2 separate regions of the Lactuca sativa genome follow, and region 1 is linked to region 2. Evidence: chromatin contacts called from public Hi-C data. All regions are on one chromosome and are shown on one strand. Each heading gives the region's core, a stretch centred on a gene start, on an enhancer-like site or on the middle of the called end of the contact. The rest is flanking DNA. Distances are from core to core; before and after follow the strand shown. Region 1 holds the start of LOC111886341. Region 2 holds the start of LOC111879684 (chaperone protein ClpB1).

Region 1 (3,047 bases), core at 18-2,517, 210 kb before region 2:
TGAGGAAGAAGATAACTCCATTGATTACCTCCGGCTTCGGCGGCGTCTAGGGCGGAAATGAACTCGCTTTTGGCTTCGCTATGCTGGCCGATGACGTAGTAGCAGTTTCCAGCCCGGAAATGTGGTCGGACATCGGTGGGCTGTAATTCGCAGGCTCGTTTGAAACAGACTAATGATTCTTTGAATAATTGTTGATCGTATAAAACTCTACCCAGAGCCATATGCCCATCGAATGCTTCTTCTCTTGATCTTGACCCATCTGCTCTTGACCTCAATGCTCCCAATTCTTTCACGAAAACCCCATAATCATGGCCACTTTCTTCCCAAATGATGCGTTTATCGATTTCAGAAGATGGCCCTAACTCTCTCGACCACCCTGGATCGGAATAAACATCGAAATTTTCCCCTTTTGGTTTTCCGTCTTTGGTTTGCTTCGATTTTAATCTCTTGATCAGAATTTCCAAATCGTCAACGAGCTTCCATGTGTCGTCAAAGATAATTCCGTGGTTCGGCGACGCCGCCCAGGCTGCCGTCCGGTGTGACTTCTGTGGTCCGGCAGACGAAGCCCTTTCCAGCACCGATGAAGTGGAAGCTTCTTCTAAAGCTAAAGAGGACGCGGCTTCATTATCGTCATCCGTTTTCATTTCAAGCGCAAGTGCCTCAAAATCACGGTCGACGTCACCAGCGCCGTCGTCGTACGTACGCAACAAACCGTCGTAAGTCAGGCCCTTTTCGCCGTCAATAAAGTCGCCGTACGTTCGGAAAACCTCGTCGAGGATAGCGCTGATTTGTTCGTCACTGAATTTCACCCTAGGGTTTACAGCGACAACAAGGGCAGACATCTCTTCTCTGTTGAGACCACCATCTCTGTTAAAATCAAATTGCTGGAAAATTCTTCTCACCTTCTCCGATCTACTCCCTCTCGTCGTCATTTTCGTAGGTTAAATTAACAAGAACGAATTTTTTTTACCAAATCGAAACGGGTTGGAAGTGGTTCAAGAGAGGAACAACCACAAACCAAAAAACTGGATCGATAATTGGGATTGAAACACGGGGCATTTGCGATAAAATTCCTGGAAATTACATGTGGAGTCGAATTGGGTAACGAAAATTTCTCATAAATCTAACAGGAAACGTACGTGAGAAAGATCAAAAGTGGGAAAATTGTACAGAGATAGAGAGAGAGGAAGAGAGAAGTCTCTTTATCTCTTTCTTCTCATAATTTTTTCTTTCTGGTGGCCTCCCTCTCTGTGCTGGGATGATGGGGATGGTGGGCCTAACCAGCCGCAAGAGAGAGAGAGAGCACTTTGTATATCCGAATTTTCATCTTCTTCATCCTTAAGTTTCCTTTACCAACGGTAAACAAAAAAACATCCTTTTTAACACATTACTATTTCAAACAATGTTTATAATATCTTTTTAAGTAATTTGATACAATTGTGAAGTATATTGTTTTACTTTTGATAAAAGAGGATAAATATTTAACTAGAGACATTCTTCACCATATGTCCAAGAGATCTCAAGAAGTACAAACATAGAAAGAAGATAATTGCAAGAAAACATTAAGACAATTGTAGTCGAATACCCTAGAAGTAAATACTATTACATTTTGAAAGTATACTAATTCATGAATGATTGATGGAGGTAGTTTGTTTGACACGGAGCTTTTGGAAACGTTTGAGAGCTTATAACTTTTAGCTTTTACCAAAATGCTATACTTTAAATAAAAAGTTTCGTTTGACGGTTCGAACGTTTAACTTTTAGTTTAAATAAACGCTTCAAATTTAAAAACTACTTCATTTATATTTTAACAAAAAGTTACTGAGTTTTTTAAATCAATTTTCATTATTGCCTTAAAAATATATTTATATATTTATTTATTTTTAAACAGTTATCATTTTATATAATTTTATATATTTCAAAACTTTCAGCTATTTTTGCAAAACATTCATATACTAAACACTCATATAACAAATAAATGTTAGAAATTCCAGCTACCAGCTTCCAGCTAACAACTACTTTTGTCAAACACGCCCGTAAAAAGTGTTACGACTCCAATATTGTCATGCTGGAGTCAAAATGGTAAGAGTTTTATCTTGGTGATCGGGCTATATTGAAAATGTATGTGTGAAATGTGATGATCATATCTAGAAACCAACGGAATATGAGTTCATGTTTTATTCAACTATTAAAGATAGACCGTGGAATTTGTGAGAGTTCAAGTGTAATGATGGGAGCTACCGGCCAAAGTGGATGAAGTCTATAATACCTTTCGTTTATTTTGTATGTTAAAATGTCATACATAAAATGATAACTTATGCTTGTGCAGTGGCGTAGTCAGGATTTTATTTTAGGATGAACCAAATAATTTATAAAATATGAACGATATATAAAATCTAGAATTTAGAATGGGGTGCGTCAAATCACAACCTTAGTTCATTATATATATATATATATATATATATATATATATATATATATATATATATATATATATATATATATATATATACACTTAAAATTTTATGGGTGGGCCAAGGCTCACCTTTACTTCTATGTGGCTACGCCACTGTGCTTGTGTTTGAGATCAAGATAAAATTATAAGCTTCAACATATATAAGATGATGAAATCGTTAAAATGAAGAAGTTGAAGAATAAAGAGACTAGAATATGAAAGTTCTTGATGAAGCGTCAGTCTAGTCTCAGCTCGAACTTTACATGGGTAATAAAAGATGGTATGGAATAAAAATATCATCATATTATTTTTGAAATTAGATTTTTAGAATATAATTTTTTGCAAGTACAAAATGACAATTATATTTGGGTCTAATATCAAATACATGCATAAGATGTGTTGGAAAATCATTATTGCTTAAGGATTTGGATTATTAAGTATGGATAAATGTACTTTAATATTGTCAAGTTCGATTGAAATATTTTGGAAAAGTAACATGTCGGAAAAGCACGCTTGTATGTCCATAAACAAGAAGTCGTTATATTTTGGTTCATTGATATTTCCAGGTTCGATGGATATTTACAAGGTTGGA
Region 2 (2,837 bases), core at 170-2,669:
ACAACAGCAGTTTTTCCCACACCAGGTTCACCAATAAGAACAGGATTGTTCTTAGTTCTTCTTGATAAGATCCTAATCACTCTCCTAATTTCCTCATCTCGCCCAATTACAGGGTCGAGCTTCCCAGCTTGCTCTACAAGATCACGACCATATGTCTTAAGAGCTTGGAAATTAGTATCACCCGATGCACTTTCCACCTTCTTCCCTTCTTTACCCCGAAGCTTTTCTACCTCACTTTTCACCCTCGATGCACCAACTCCAGCTTCTTTTAAAAGTTCTGAAATTTGGGAATCTTCAAGAATCCCCAAAATCAATTGATCCACAGCCAAATGGGTGTCACCACGGGATTTTTGTAAAGACTGTGCACGACGAATTGTCTTGATTAGAGAAGTACTTGCTGGAACTTCATCAGGAGCAGGGGATTGGGAAGGGAGTTTCTTCATGGCTTTATTGAAAACCCTCTCGGCTGAATTAGCTGTTTCTTCACCACCGGCATTGCTTATTGCTTGCCGGAATATGCCATTAGGGTCGGAAATTAAGGCTGCTGCAATGTGTAGTGGTGTGAACTGTGCGTGTCCAGCATTCATTGCGAGTTCATGACCTGAAGCCAATGCTTCATTTGTCTTGTGGGTGAATTTGTCAGGATTCATGTTTGATAATGCCTCTTAAAAAACCTTCAAACGCAATAACAAGATCATCAGTTTGTGTTTAATAAAGAACATCAAAGTAGAAATATTGATCTTTCGGTGTCTAAACTTGAACAAACATAGATAACAAAATTGACGAACCGGACAAAGAGAAAAATCATCTGTTATACTAGAAATTTGCCACCATTTCATTGTTAATAACAGAATATATCTTCCAATTTACCAAATTGATAGGCAGAGTAGAAGAAACATCGTCAATTTCATAACGTAGATTTTGCCCTAAGTCGTTGTTATGGGACTAAAAACATCTAAATCAATGAGTTTCAACTTATAAAAGACATAAGTAACGGTACATGACTAATCGCAGAATAAAAAATTGAGCATGGATTACGATTAAACGAATACAGAGTAAAAATGTTATCATATCAAGCAAATTCGTGCAATACAATACAGATAGAAAAACTCATAACAAAACAGGGGGAGAAGAGAATATCTTATTATTACCTTAAACAGTCCTTCAATAGCGTACGAAATTAATCAGAATCAAACGACTCGAATTAGTGAGTATCAGTGCGTACGAAATCAATCAGAATCAAACGACTCGAATTAGTGAGTATCAGTGCTCGTTTATGGAGATTTGGTTGTCCGAATTTACTAAGTATTTGAATTTTTTTTTGATAACTGATGAAGAATGACGGTGATAAAACGCTTTATACACATGTGGATGGACTCGGGAGGCGTCTGGAAGAAACCGGTATAGTCTCTGGAACTTACCAGAACTTTTCGAGAATTTCCGAATAAAGTGACATTATATGTCGACAAAACTTCAAAAAGGTCCGTGGTTTCATAAAATCTGAAGATTGGTCTCTAATTTATAACAATCTCACGGATCGTTCTTGTGTTTCAAAACTTTTAATATTTGGTTATTTTCGTTAACTCCGTTAGCTTTTGACCGTTAAATGAAGGGTATTTCTGTCATTTCACTACCACAGAGGCCATTTATGAAGATTTGCCTTATTTAAAAAAGAGTAAATTACTGAAATCGTCCCTGTGATTTAGTCAAAATTGCACGTTTGGTCCCTAACTTTTTTTTGCACTCGGATCATCCCTGTGGTTTGATTTTGTTGCGTTTTTCGTCCCTATGGTTTGGTAAAAATTGCATGTTTGGTCCCTAACTTTATGTATGTAAGGGACGAAAAATGCAACAAAATCAAACCACAAGGACAAAAAAACGCAACAAAATCAAACCATAAGGACGATCCGAGTGCAAAAAAAAAGTTAGGGACCAAACGTGCAATTTTGACCAAACCACAGGGACGATTTCAGTAATTTACTCTTTAAAAAATACATATATTTAATATTAAAGGATCTCTTTCTCTAGGGATTAAGAATCAAAGGGAAAAAATCCCAAATATGCACTCTTTCTCCTTCCGATCAGACACTCACCTACCGGTGGTGAAGCACCACCATCGCCACTACAATTTTCAAACCACCAACCACCGCCATTGTTGTTGTCTCTCTCTCAATTTTACCCGATATAAGCCTCAACATCATCTGAAAGATGTCGTACTCTTGCAAGATCACCATATTTGACCTAAATTGGTAAGCCCAAATCAACATCTAAAATTGTAACCTAGATTTAAGCTCTACCTATAGTATTTTACCTAAATCGATAGCTTCATCTCCATTTTCGCCTTCCTCTAAAAGCTCTGCATTTGCAAGCTTTGTCAACACAAGCTCACCCATCTAAAACTCATGAAATCGGTTATGCCTCCATCAATTCCATCAAGAACCAACAACAAACTCTAAGGCTTGATTTGTTTCACCAGGTTGGGATCTTCCTCCATCGATTTCAATAGGAACCAAACGTTTGATTTTGATGGCACTGTTGTGGTAACTGACAAGAAGAGGTATCTAAAAGGAGGAGGCGATCGTCGGCGTTCAGATATTGGCCAAAGCTTAGTGTTTACCGGAGCTCATAAAGAGCTAGAAGAGGAGTTCATAAATGAAATCGATGAAGCTGGTGATGGTAGAGAGAAGCGACTACGTAGAGAAAAATCGATGGTGTAGAGGGAAATCGAGGGGAGAAGGAGTACAGATAAGAGAGAGGTGACATAGGTAGAGGAAATGAAGATCCATGGATTATTCAGTGGGTTCTGGTCATGTTTCTAATCAGTGGTGGCTTCGATG

Evidence for each region. Hi-C and Micro-C count contacts between places; a contact is called where the count stands out from the background.
Region 1: a contact with region 2 is called in a Hi-C map of leaf, with 10 times the contacts expected there. The contact joins the promoter of LOC111886341 here to the promoter of LOC111879684 in region 2. A contact is called at or near these places in 2 of 4 Hi-C or Micro-C datasets (both in leaf).

The regions. Positions count from the first base shown.
Region 1 is chr4:219,043,926-219,046,972 of Lsat_Salinas_v11, reverse strand. It overlaps LOC111886341, which reads right to left and starts at 1,267. Exons shown (of 1, transcript XM_023882574.3): 1 at 1-1,267. The coding sequence starts at 932.
Region 2 is chr4:218,837,890-218,840,726 of Lsat_Salinas_v11, reverse strand. It overlaps LOC111879684 (chaperone protein ClpB1), which reads right to left and starts at 1,419. Exons shown (of 3, transcript XM_052770530.1): 1 at 1,152-1,419; 2 at 1-674. The coding sequence starts at 650.